3 separate regions of the Mus musculus genome follow, and regions 2 and 3 are each linked to region 1. The links are chromatin contacts, called in public ChIA-PET and promoter capture Hi-C maps. All regions are on one chromosome and are shown on one strand. Each heading gives the region's core, a stretch centred on a gene start, on an enhancer-like site or on the middle of the called end of the contact. The rest is flanking DNA. Distances are from core to core; before and after follow the strand shown. Region 1 holds the start of Ttc4 (tetratricopeptide repeat domain 4). Region 2 holds the start of 4930552P06Rik (a long non-coding RNA gene). Region 3 holds the start of Ldlrad1 (low density lipoprotein receptor class A domain containing 1).

Region 1 (3,553 bases), core at 652-3,151:
CACTCCACAGTCTCTGTCACAGCTCCTGCCTCTCAGTTCCCGCTTGAGTTCACATCCTTCAGTGAGGGACGGGCTAGAACCTAAATAAACCCTCTCTTCCCCACATTCATTTTGGTCAGTCTTCTAGCACAGCAAAACAAAGACTAACACATACACAATAAAGCAAAGAGATGGAACTGACAGAGGAAGAAAAATCCAAATTAATGGTATGATAAAATTGGCATCAATATAGAACACAAGGCCATGCAAACTTAATGCCATAACCACTTCCAAAAAATTATGAGGTAATGTTACTAAGTGCTTTTTAATTTCTGGTTTGGTTTGGTTTTTGGTTGGTGTTTATATGTTTGTTTGTTTGTTTGTTTGTTTTTGAGACAGGGTTTCTCTGTAGCCCTGGCTGTCTTGGAAATCGCTCTGTATACCAGGCTGGCCTTGCACTCAGAGATCTGCCTGCCTGCTTGCCTGCTTGCCTGCCTGCCTGCCTGCCTGCCTGCCTGCCTGGGGTCAAAGGCATGCATGGCCACCATCCAGCTATAAGTGCTGTTTTAAAAAGGGGAATTAAAGATGGTCTAGAGAAATGGCTAAACAGGTAAAGGCACTGGCCCCTAAGCTTGACAACCTGAGCTTGACCTGAGGAACATGTGAAATGGTAAGAAAGAATCCACCTCACAAGGCTAGCCACTGATCTCTGTAAGTATGTACACACGTATACACACACACAAACAGTTTTACGAAGGGGGGATATAGCTCACTTACCCAGCATATGTGAGATTCTGGGTTCAATTTCCAGATACACATACACACACACACATTTATCTCAGTTTTTGAAGGACTTTAATTTCTATTGAGAAAATTACACTGCTCCTTTTCTTACATTGTGTCATTCACTGAAAAGCAATCCCCCTCCTCTCTCTGGTACTACAGTAGTGGTGGACCTCGTGGCACTCATCACACACCCTTCCTGATTTGTTAGGGCAATCAGGCTTTTCATCCAAGTCAGGCCTCTGGGGCTTGGAACTGTACACATTTACTTAGAAGGCATCCAAAGGAGAATGTGTGGAGTCAACACTGACATGTTAGCCATAATACTTTCGCTCAACTCAACAAGGACACAAAAGAAGTGCTGGGTGACAGTAAGATACCTTCTGGATATCGATCATCATCAAAAATCATCGACTGGAGGCAGGCCAAGTCAGGAAACTCCTCGGGGTCAATTTCTGATGGCGCTTTTTTCATAAATAGGGGAATCTTGTCAAATTCCTAGAATTTAAAAGAACAATTAGCGTTGTCTACTGATTAGATCCAATCCCAGGACACGACATCATAAAGTTTTTTCCTCGCTGAGCATGATATGCAAATCCTAAGGATTGGCTGGAGCTAGACATCCAGTTTCTCAGGTGTTAAATGTGGGATCCTGATTTCCAACGCTCTCCATGGGTGGTAGCAATCACCTTCAACTAGGCGCTGTCGCGTTCCTGACCACCTTCACCATCTCCTTTCAAGTTTACCCTAACCTGGGTGCTGCAGTAAAACAACTAAGGGACCCCTGGTAGTAGAGCCTGGTGGTGGTGTGTGACAGGACTGCCTGCAAAACCCCCGTGGTCTTAAACGCAGTCAACTTATACGCAAAACCTCGAGGCGGACGGTTTCTACCAGTGACCAAGCCTCGAGGACCAAGCTCCTACCCCAGAAGCCCCCGGCGCCGCCCACCTCCTCCCACTGATCCTCGCGGAAGCCGCCGCGGTAAGGCTGGCTCTGAAACTTTTCCAGGAACGCGTCCATGGAAGCGTCCTCTGTAGGCTCAGGCTCAGAACTCTCCATGGCAGCTCGCAACTTCGGCGCTTCAGTCCCGGGACCAAGAAACGCGCCGCTCCTTCCGGCGGCAGGGATGCCCTTCCTTTTGCAGTCCGGGCTGCGCGAGGCTATGCCTCTCGGGTTCCGCCGGCCTGGGGGCGTGGCCTGCCTGGAGGTGTGGCCTGACTCCGCGCTTTCCCTCTCGCCCAGCCCCACCCATCCATTGCAGAGTTTGCCTGGCCTCTAGTCTCCTCGCTTTGGGGCGTGGTTAGGTTAACTCCCTTTTGTATCTAAACTCTTCATCTCCACTCTCCAACCCTGATGCTTTTATGTCTTTTCTATAAATGTTCTCAAAAGATGACTTCGTAGCCAGGCCACATGATATTTGTCTGTAATCCTAGCACTTAGGTTTAATAGGAGAACCATAAGTTCAAGACCAGTCTAGACTATATAGCAAGACCCTATTTCAAACAAAACAAAACTTTTGAGCATACAAATACTTTTTTTTTCTTCACGCAGCACAAGGTTTGAGGTCCCCATACACCCCTACAACCTATAACTACATGTGAAACTCCATGTGGCTTACCCTACAAGGATGGGTGCCCAGCCTGCCTGCTCACCTCATGGATACTACAACAACAGAGGTCTTCACAGATACCCCCATAGGCCCATGGGAAAATTACCCCGAGATGTATGCCCACAGGTAGAATCCTTGGGCTGTGATTATTGACACATTCACCACTACTGACTAGTAACAGGTTCTTGTTCAGTACAGCTGCATTGATCTTTCGCCCCACCAGCCTTGCCCCGGGGTCCCTACATCCCACGAAGAGTTTTCTGAAGTTGACATCTGCTCATATATCTCTCTTCTCAGCACCCCCACCATGCCTCCCCACTGCCCCTACCTCCTCAGCAGTCTCCATGGCCTTAGGACCTGGCCCTTGCATCTCTCCTCTTTTTCCAGGTTCCCTCTCACTGGGACTTTGAAGAGGGTCCCATGTACCTGAGGGTACCTTTGCACCCACAGATGACCAGATGTGGTCATCTTTCCAAACCTCCTTGAGAAGTCTCTTGTCTGGCAAGTCATTCCAGCGGACACACACAACCTCTGGATACCACAGTCCCCATGCTTCCCGCTGAGCTCATCTCTGAAAAATTTCAACCCGGGAACCATTTGGATGTGGGGGCTGTCCTGCCTGTAATGTCCTGTAAGGCATTTAACAGTGTGCCTGACACCCGCTCTTTACCCAACAGCTGTTAGTAACATTGACACTGTCAGGTGGCAACACCAAATATGTCTCTGGATATTTTTGCATTAGTGTTAGGCAAACCGGATGACGAGTCAAGGGTGAGACTCGGCGACCAGGGTTCCCGAATATGCATGACGTCATAGGTGGGAAGTCGCCTCACTCCCTTTCCCCAAGAGCCACCCAAATCATCACCCTTCTGCTCTTATCACCAGGGAAGGGAAAACTGAGATGTCCAGGTGACCCCCTGAGTGGCTTTGGTCAACGCACTTAACTACTCTGAGCCTCAGTCTCCCGTTATATAAAGTGAACAAAACAGACCGCACGCATCTGTAAATGTGAAGTGAATCAGCACAAGGGGGCCATGCTCTTTTCTCAGACTTGTCAGAGTGAGGGCTCCGCAGGGGCTCTACGGGGGCTCCACGGGGGTTCCACGGGGGCTCCAGGGGGGCTCCACGGGGGCTCCACAGGGACTGGGGGAACTCTCGTGAGGAAGCCATCTGGATGGAAAG
Region 2 (3,553 bases), core at 678-3,177, 920 kb after region 1:
CACAGAAGAGTTGCACAATGCTGTGCCTCGGTTTCTCAATCTGTAAAGTGCAGATGATAAGCACACTGGAGTGATTGGATCCTAGGGACTGGGTGATATAGCATCCATGCTGTCTGGGACCTTCAAGCCCATAGAGACTGAGTAGATACACTTTGTTACCAGACCCAGTCCATAAGAACCTTGTGGGGATGGAGGGCTCTCCTGGTGCTGTTCACGTCTCCCGTGCAGCCCTAGCCAAGCATGAGGCTGCTGACAGAAGGTCTCGGTGGCACTGTCCGTGAGAGGAGGCTGCCCGTGGTCGATGCTTCCCTTCTTCCCAACCTGGAGGGAAACCTTTTCTGCTCAATGCCATTTCTATGTGCTGGCTTCCCACTGGTCACTCTTGGCACGTTCCACAGAGACTCTTTCCAGGCCTCTCCAGAGGCCAAAGGACAAGACCCCAGCTCCAGAGTATGGTCAGGGCTGTGTCACATGCTCTCACACACACAGCAGAGAGCCTTTGGTTCATAGGTGTTCTATACTCCGTGTTTAGAAAGCTCCATGACCTGTGTCCACTGCAGGCTTTCCAAAGCTCTGCCCAAGGGGACAGCAGCCTCATGGCAGAAACAGAGCCTGGTTAGAGATTGTAGGAGCTGAGCAAGCCAGAGACCCCCCCTCAGCTAGCACCTCGCTCTAGAGAGAGAGAGAGAGAGAGGGAGGGAGGGAAGGAAGGAGGGAGGGAGAGAGAGAGAGAGAGAGAGAGAGAGAGAGAGAGAGAGAGAGAGAGAGAAAGAGACTTGGTCACCAGTCCTTAGATGTGAAGTAGATAGAAATCTTTCTGGAACATTCTGGCCTCAGGATCCCTGAGCTTAGAAGAGCTGGTAGGGAGCCTGGAGGTGGTGGCACACGCCTTTAATCCCAGCACTCGGGAGGCAGAAGCGGGTGGATTTCTGAGTTTGAGGCTAGTCTGGTCTACAGAATGAGTTCCAGGATAGCCAGCGCTATTCAGAGAAACCCTGTCTCGAAACACGCCTCCCCCCACCCCACCCCACCCCCCAAAAAGAAAAGAAAAGCAGGTAGAGTCACCCAAGTGTGCTCAGAGATAGTTTTAGACATCCAGAGAGTGGCTAGGCCACTCCCTGCTTTTGTGGCCTTCAATGCTATACTGAGAAAGCATCATCGCCATATCTCTGAGGCTATGATAGGACCTGGGAAGGCAGTGTGTTCTCCTTCAAGGTGGCATCCCCAGGTCCAGAGGACCTACGGGCAGGTTGGTGGGCCTGTGTTGCTGCCTCTGCAATATAACCCCAACCCATCCCTACCCACACCCTTCCCCTAGAGTCCCTGATACCCACAGACTCAAACCCAGACCCTTCATTGATACTAACAACTTAGTTAGCCCTGTGGTAACAGATTTGCATTGAATCCAAGCTCTTCCTCATAGTTCCAATGTTACTTTAGCCATGTCAGTTGTCATCTCTGAAGTCCAATCTCTTTTTGTAAGCTAATGTGTATGTATGTGTGTAAGTAGCCAGGAACCTGCCTAACCTAGTGTTCACTCCTCCGGTATCCACACATTGCCCTGCAGGGCTGAGGTGGGATCTTCTGGACACCTTGAAGAAAGAACTTGGTTCCAAGTCTTGTTCATCTCACAGTTCATCATTTGACCCAGATGGCTGACAGCTCGCCCAGACTAGTAGTGGTTAGTCTGGCTTTCTCTGTACCTGGAGGCGCCCCTGACAGGGAAGGGGGAGGGAGGCTCGCTGGAGCCAGCTGGGACTCTTCCTTGTCCACTCTGACCCAGCACTCACTCACCTTCTGCCACATTTGGGCTGGGACCTTTGAAGTGACTGTTCCCCTAATTAGATAGAGTTCTAGAACTCTGGAGCCTACCATGGTGGGGGTGGGGCGGGGCGGCAAGGTGTCTCTTTTCACTCCCAGCCACCTCCCTGACAAAGGTCATCTTAGTTTGTCACATCACAAGGCCAGCGGTTTTCCTAATCATATTACCCTGTCTGACCTTGTCTGCTCGCTGAATTGGTGTCTGTGTGGCCTCACTAGTTAGTGTGTGACCTGTAGAGGGCAGAGGGCACATGTGTGCCATTTCCCATGCTGTCCATCAGCTGGGGAAATGCCCTGTACCTTAAGACACTTTACAGGTGTATAGTGAATGTGTGTGGGCACATGAGGGCACAGCATCCAAGAACTATGTGAACTGCAGCTGGTGTGTGTGTGTGTGTGTGTGTGTGTGTGTGTGTGTGTGTCCGTCCCTGGAGCAGATTCCCGTCTCCTGGGAAATCTGAGGGAAGTAGCCCAGACCGAGAGACGGTGCCTTCTAAGTACACCTGCCCAGGTACAGGGTGGTGCTATCCTGCTCTTCCACCAGGGCCACCCAGAGCTGTGGGGTGGGTCATGGGGTTTGAGGAAAGGCCAGGAAGGCTGGCAACCCCACAGCTAGCTAGTAATTGCTTGCAGCTTAGACTCCGTAGGCCAAGGTTGTTGTTCTGTGTTTTTAAAAGCCAGGTAAAAGAAATCTGTGTCGGTAGCCTCTTGCCTGCTCAACTCCCATCCAAGGTTGAATGATAAAAATAGAACTAGGAAGCCTCACAAGGGGCCGCCTCCTGTGTGGCTGCGGCTGGGTAGAGGGCCGGACCGAGCAGGGTGGGGGTGGGAGGCTCTTAGGCCATGGGAATGTTTGCTTTGCTTCCCCCAAGAACTGGCTGTGGCCATGTAAATCACCCGGAGGAGATCTAGAGGGTCCCAAATGCATCTGTTGGTTTTCATAAAGAAAGAAAGACAAAGACAACAATCTTTGTGGTCTGCATAAAGTATTTTAATCATTAATGAACAAGAAAGAGCAAACCCCTGGAGCAGGCAGGAATTTGAGGGGGAACTGGTGAGGGCTGCCCATCCCCCTGCCACCTGGGCCCCCTCTGTGCAGAGCAGGGGAAGGCCTAGAAGCAGCAGGAGTGGGGGAGGGGCCGACAAAGGATTTGAAGGGACCTGCGGGGGTTCTACCCACTGTGGCCATACCGTCCATCCTTCATAGCAAGCTGCTGAGCATGTATAAGGCAGGAGAATGCCACAGCAGAGAGTCCGGGGGTGGGGTTTCAGGCTCAGTGACAGTGTACATGCATGTATCTGTATGTGTGGTAACCTTTCAGCTGCTTAGGAAATGTCATTTGTCTACATGATTACATGTCTACTGATTGTGTGTCTACATGACTATGGGGCAACATAATCTGAATAAGTGTGGGGCATTCCAAGTGTGTCGGATGGGTATAGTTACGTTTGTGGTTAGGAAGGCTCGAAGATGTAAAAGTGTGGGAGTGTAAGTGTGAGCTTTAGTGTGGCGTTGGAGAGTTTGTATTCATGTACATCTGTTGGGTGTAGGAGGTTGGTCCCTTATGTGCTCAGTGTGCTGTCCATAATGACTGACCTGGCAGCTTCCTGGCAGCCTAGGAATGGTCAGGACAGAGACAGTCATCCCACTGACAAGAGGGCGTGAGTCTGGAAGGAATGTCCCTTCTGTGGACTTAAGGTCCACTGGTTAGGTATGTGCATATTGGAGATG
Region 3 (3,553 bases), core at 461-2,960, 530 kb after region 1:
GGAGAATTGCCATGAATTGGAGACCATCCTGGACTATAAAAGCAAGAGTAACATGGATACATACATACATACATACATACATACATACATACATACATACATACAAAGGGACGCTAAAGAATCAAGAGTCTGTGGAAGTCATACTAAAGGGCATGTGTTGGACCAGGAATGTACTCTGCTGTCCACTCTGACATCTGTAGTAGGCATTACTAATCAATCATAGACCCTGACGTTAACATCCTTCTGAAATCATGTGCCTCTTAGTCTCTACTATCGTTGGCACAAAAAAAAGAAATCTAGGTACCATCTTGCGTTTATATTCACCCCCTTCGGCCTTTTCCTTTTCATGGCTTCTCAGCCTGGCTTGCAACCGCCATTGCCCCCCCCCCCTTGCCTACCACAGACCAGTGAAGCTAGGGATACGAGAATTGCCAACAGCTTCATCCAATGGCTGGCAGGATGGGATGAGTGCCCCGCTTCCCTCGGGTGAGTGCCTTTGAGATGCATCTTCACCAGTGTCCCCAAATGCCTCGCAGAATCCAGGTGCTGCCCCATAACAGTGAGCAGCGTCTTTCCCTTCACCTCAGCTCCCTCACTCCACACCAGCATGTCCAGGATCCTTCCCATTAAGACCGTCTGTCCCCTGTTCTTGTCAGAGTGCCCAAGTCTGAGAAACCTACACTCAGGCACCCCTGCATCTACATGCCTGTGAAGGGAAGGGCCTTTCCCAAGCCATTGGCAAGGTCCTTGTGAGAGCCAATACTTAGCTTGCCCAGTCTGATGGCGACCTATGTCTCCAGCCTCCATGGTTTGGCTTGTATTTCCCACCACAAGAGAAATGGCCCAGCACAGAAATCACTGATGGGAACTCCTGGACACCTGCAGTGGGTACTACCCTCGGGGTGGGCCTCAGAGCATCCTCATCTGCTTCAGGGCCCCTGTCTCCTCCTTAGACTAGATTGCTAAGAAATCTACTCCATGCTGGGACAGAAGATATTCTGGAAAGCAGCTAGCTCCCACCCAGATACCACCCCCAAAAAGCTAAAAAATATATTTCTCCATGCTTTCAACAATTCAAATATGTCTTTCTCTCTTTTATTTATTAATATGTGTATGTGTGTGGTAGAGGTGCACGCATGAAGTGTATGGAGTCAGGACAACTATGTAGAGTGGGCGCTCTCCTTGTATCTGCACATTCATCCTGGGACTCAAACGAAGGTCCTCAGGCAGGCACCTTTATCCACTGAGCCATCCTGTTGGCCCTCAGAAGTGCATATTCTTCTGGTCTAGAAGAATGAACATGAACAGTTCATCAATGAGAAAAGGAACTCTACCTTCTGGCCACTGAACCAAGACTCATGGCACTTCTGCCTGTGGCTTCCTTCAGCCAGGGGGCCTTGCCACCCTGCAGTCTGATGATGCAGAGGAGAAAAATGTGTTAAAGCCTTGGTTCCATCTCTCCCACATATAGTGTGACTTGAGGCACAAACACCAGCTTGTCATCTGTGGAATTGGATGCGTCACTGTCCAACTGCAACCTAGGGAAAGACGTGGTAGGAGCAGGTACCCCTGTCCTTTCCTCCGTGGGGGAGGCAGCCTGGGAGGAGAGTGCCACAGGAGAGGGCACAGCCCTAGCAAAGCCTGTTGCTGTCCTGCCCTCCCACAGGCTGCCCTTGGTGACAAGGTGGAGAACTCTACACTGAGCTCTTTATTCCACCTCAGTTCCTGGAGATGAGTGTTGGAACCATGAACAAAGTCTTCCCCCAGGTAAAAGCTGCCTGGGTCTGAACTGACTCTTGACCTAGGGAGCCATTCTGCAGATGGAAAGGGCTTGTGGGAGGGGACCCTAGGACCCACGGCCACATCCATCTGCCCTGGGGACTCGCTCCACCTGAGATCCATGAGTACTGAGAAGCAGCACAGGACACCTAGGGGTGTTAGGGCACTGTCACTAGGAGGACCTGCCTGAGTCAGTTTGGAGGACAAAGGAGGAATGGGTCCTGTACGGGTCGAAATGTGGAAATGTGAAGCCCAGGATGAGCGTGGGCTGTGAGAGAGCAGAATTTTGCCCAGCCTGCTTCTGGTTTCTTGGCCAGGCAGATGCCGAGAGTAACATCACCACTAGAAGGAAAGCCCGCCCTGGAGATGAAGGTAAGGACAGAGGTGGGGGTCAGGCTGGGCGCTGTGGGTCCCTCCCTGGAAACTACCTGACTCTAGGTAGAGAGTGTCTGAGGCTACTCAGCTCTTCTACTCCAGTGTGGGTGGTGAGGTCTGCTTCCAGCTTCCTGGCCAGCCATACTGACAGCTGCTTGCTGGATAGAACTTTTCATTCTCTCCAGCTACCAGCATTTTCTGAGTGCCTACTATGTGCCTTTTGCCTGCTGGGCCACCACACAGAACCTATAAGACCAAGGACCTCCAAATCAACCTCTGGCCCCCATGCCTGACCTGGATGCTCCTGTTGATCATAAGATGGAGTCGGCCAGGACCACACACTTGTACTTATTATGTTTCCCCAATTCCTGTGCAGCCGGGACCTTTGTATCTCCCTGGGTCCATCTTGGCCTACAGTTGATGAAGGAGGAAACAGATAGATGCTAAGAAGGGTTGTAACCCTTTGCAGACCCTTCTGCCTCGGATCCCTGGGGCTGCAGACCTCAGTTTCAGGACAACCCTGGGTGGGTGGGGTACTAGAAGCAGCTGAAGCTAAGAGAGGTTGAATAATCAGGTCACAGTTATATGGCATCGGAAAGGAGGCCCCTGGTTGCTAAGCTTCAGGGTCATGCCCCATGCTGGTGGCTTTTTCCAAGTTGTCACTCAGTGCGGCTTATCATAGGTGTGGTTTTTCTTCCTTTGCCCTGGGTGGGCAGTTTCTGAAGTTTCTGGCTTTAAAGTGGGTTTAAAGCTTCCCTCCACTTCTGAGAGCTCTCAGCCTCATCTGGAGGGCCAGACAAGGTCAACTAGGAAGGAGGGTAGCGACTAAGTCTCCTGTGTCAGGCCACAGAAAGGCAGAGGCAGGTTTCTCTCATCCCTTGGGCTCTTAGGTTCTGAGACAGGCATTGCTCTCACTGGTGCCCTGTGTGGGTTTGTGTGTGTGAGCGCATGCATGTGCAAGCTCGCAAAGTTGCCACCAAGGCAAGAGCTCTGCCTGCTGCTCCAGTCTTGCCTGCAGCCCCACCTTGCACACAACATGAACTGCACAAATATTTGAGGAACAACCACTCAGCCAGCTCTGCTGCCCCGTATCAACACGATCTCCCTGGTGACCCAAGTTTACTCTGTGTTGCTGACCACAAAGGAACCACCAAGCAGGGCTCTAGGAGCCTAGGTTTTTTTAATGTATACTACACCTCCTGTAGGCCTGTTGTCTCATCTACCAACACATACCCACATACCTACATCCTCACCAGCCACCCACCAGGCCTCTCCTCCCAGACCCTCTCCCTGGAAGGCCTGCTCTTTGAGGCCTCTGCCCTGCCCCACCTCATAAATCAGCTGGTTTTCTTGAGGTCCTTATATCACCCGGAGCTCCTCAGAGTCCTGTCCACATCTC

Evidence for each region. Promoter capture Hi-C pulls out the DNA fragments that hold promoters and counts their contacts. ChIA-PET counts read pairs in DNA pulled down with a chosen protein or histone mark.
Region 2: a contact with region 1 is called in a promoter capture Hi-C map of embryonic stem cells, with 3 times the contacts expected there. The contact joins the promoter of 4930552P06Rik here to the promoter of Ttc4 in region 1. A contact is called at or near these places in 1 of 39 promoter capture datasets (embryonic stem cells) and 1 of 9 other capture datasets (liver).
Region 3: a contact with region 1 is called in an RNA polymerase II ChIA-PET map of memory CD8 T cells, with 13 read pairs. The contact joins the promoter of Ldlrad1 here to the promoter of Ttc4 in region 1. A contact is called at or near these places in 7 of 39 promoter capture datasets (the C10 cell line, cranial neural crest, frontonasal cranial neural crest and 4 more), 4 of 115 datasets of contacts at active chromatin or transcription factors (astrocytes, craniofacial prominence, embryonic limb bud and 1 more) and 2 of 9 other capture datasets (liver and macrophages).

Annotation. Positions count from the first base shown.
Region 1 is chr4:106,677,043-106,680,595 of GRCm38.p6, forward strand. It overlaps Ttc4 (tetratricopeptide repeat domain 4), which reads right to left and starts at 1,902. Exons shown (of 10, transcript NM_028209.2): 1 at 1,711-1,902; 2 at 1,143-1,260. The coding sequence starts at 1,821. Mroh7 (maestro heat-like repeat family member 7) reads right to left here. Exons shown (of 24, transcript NM_001126487.1): 24 at 3,375-3,553.
Region 2 is chr4:107,595,428-107,598,980 of GRCm38.p6, forward strand. 4930552P06Rik (a long non-coding RNA gene) reads right to left here and starts at 1,928. Exons shown (of 3, transcript XR_376514.3): 1 at 1,528-1,928; 2 at 180-321; 3 at 1-40. The region is part of intron 4 of Glis1 (GLIS family zinc finger 1); the gene reads left to right.
Region 3 is chr4:107,207,434-107,210,986 of GRCm38.p6, forward strand. Ldlrad1 (low density lipoprotein receptor class A domain containing 1) reads left to right here and starts at 1,711. Exons shown (of 5, transcript NM_001081272.2): 1 at 1,711-2,151. The coding sequence starts at 2,037.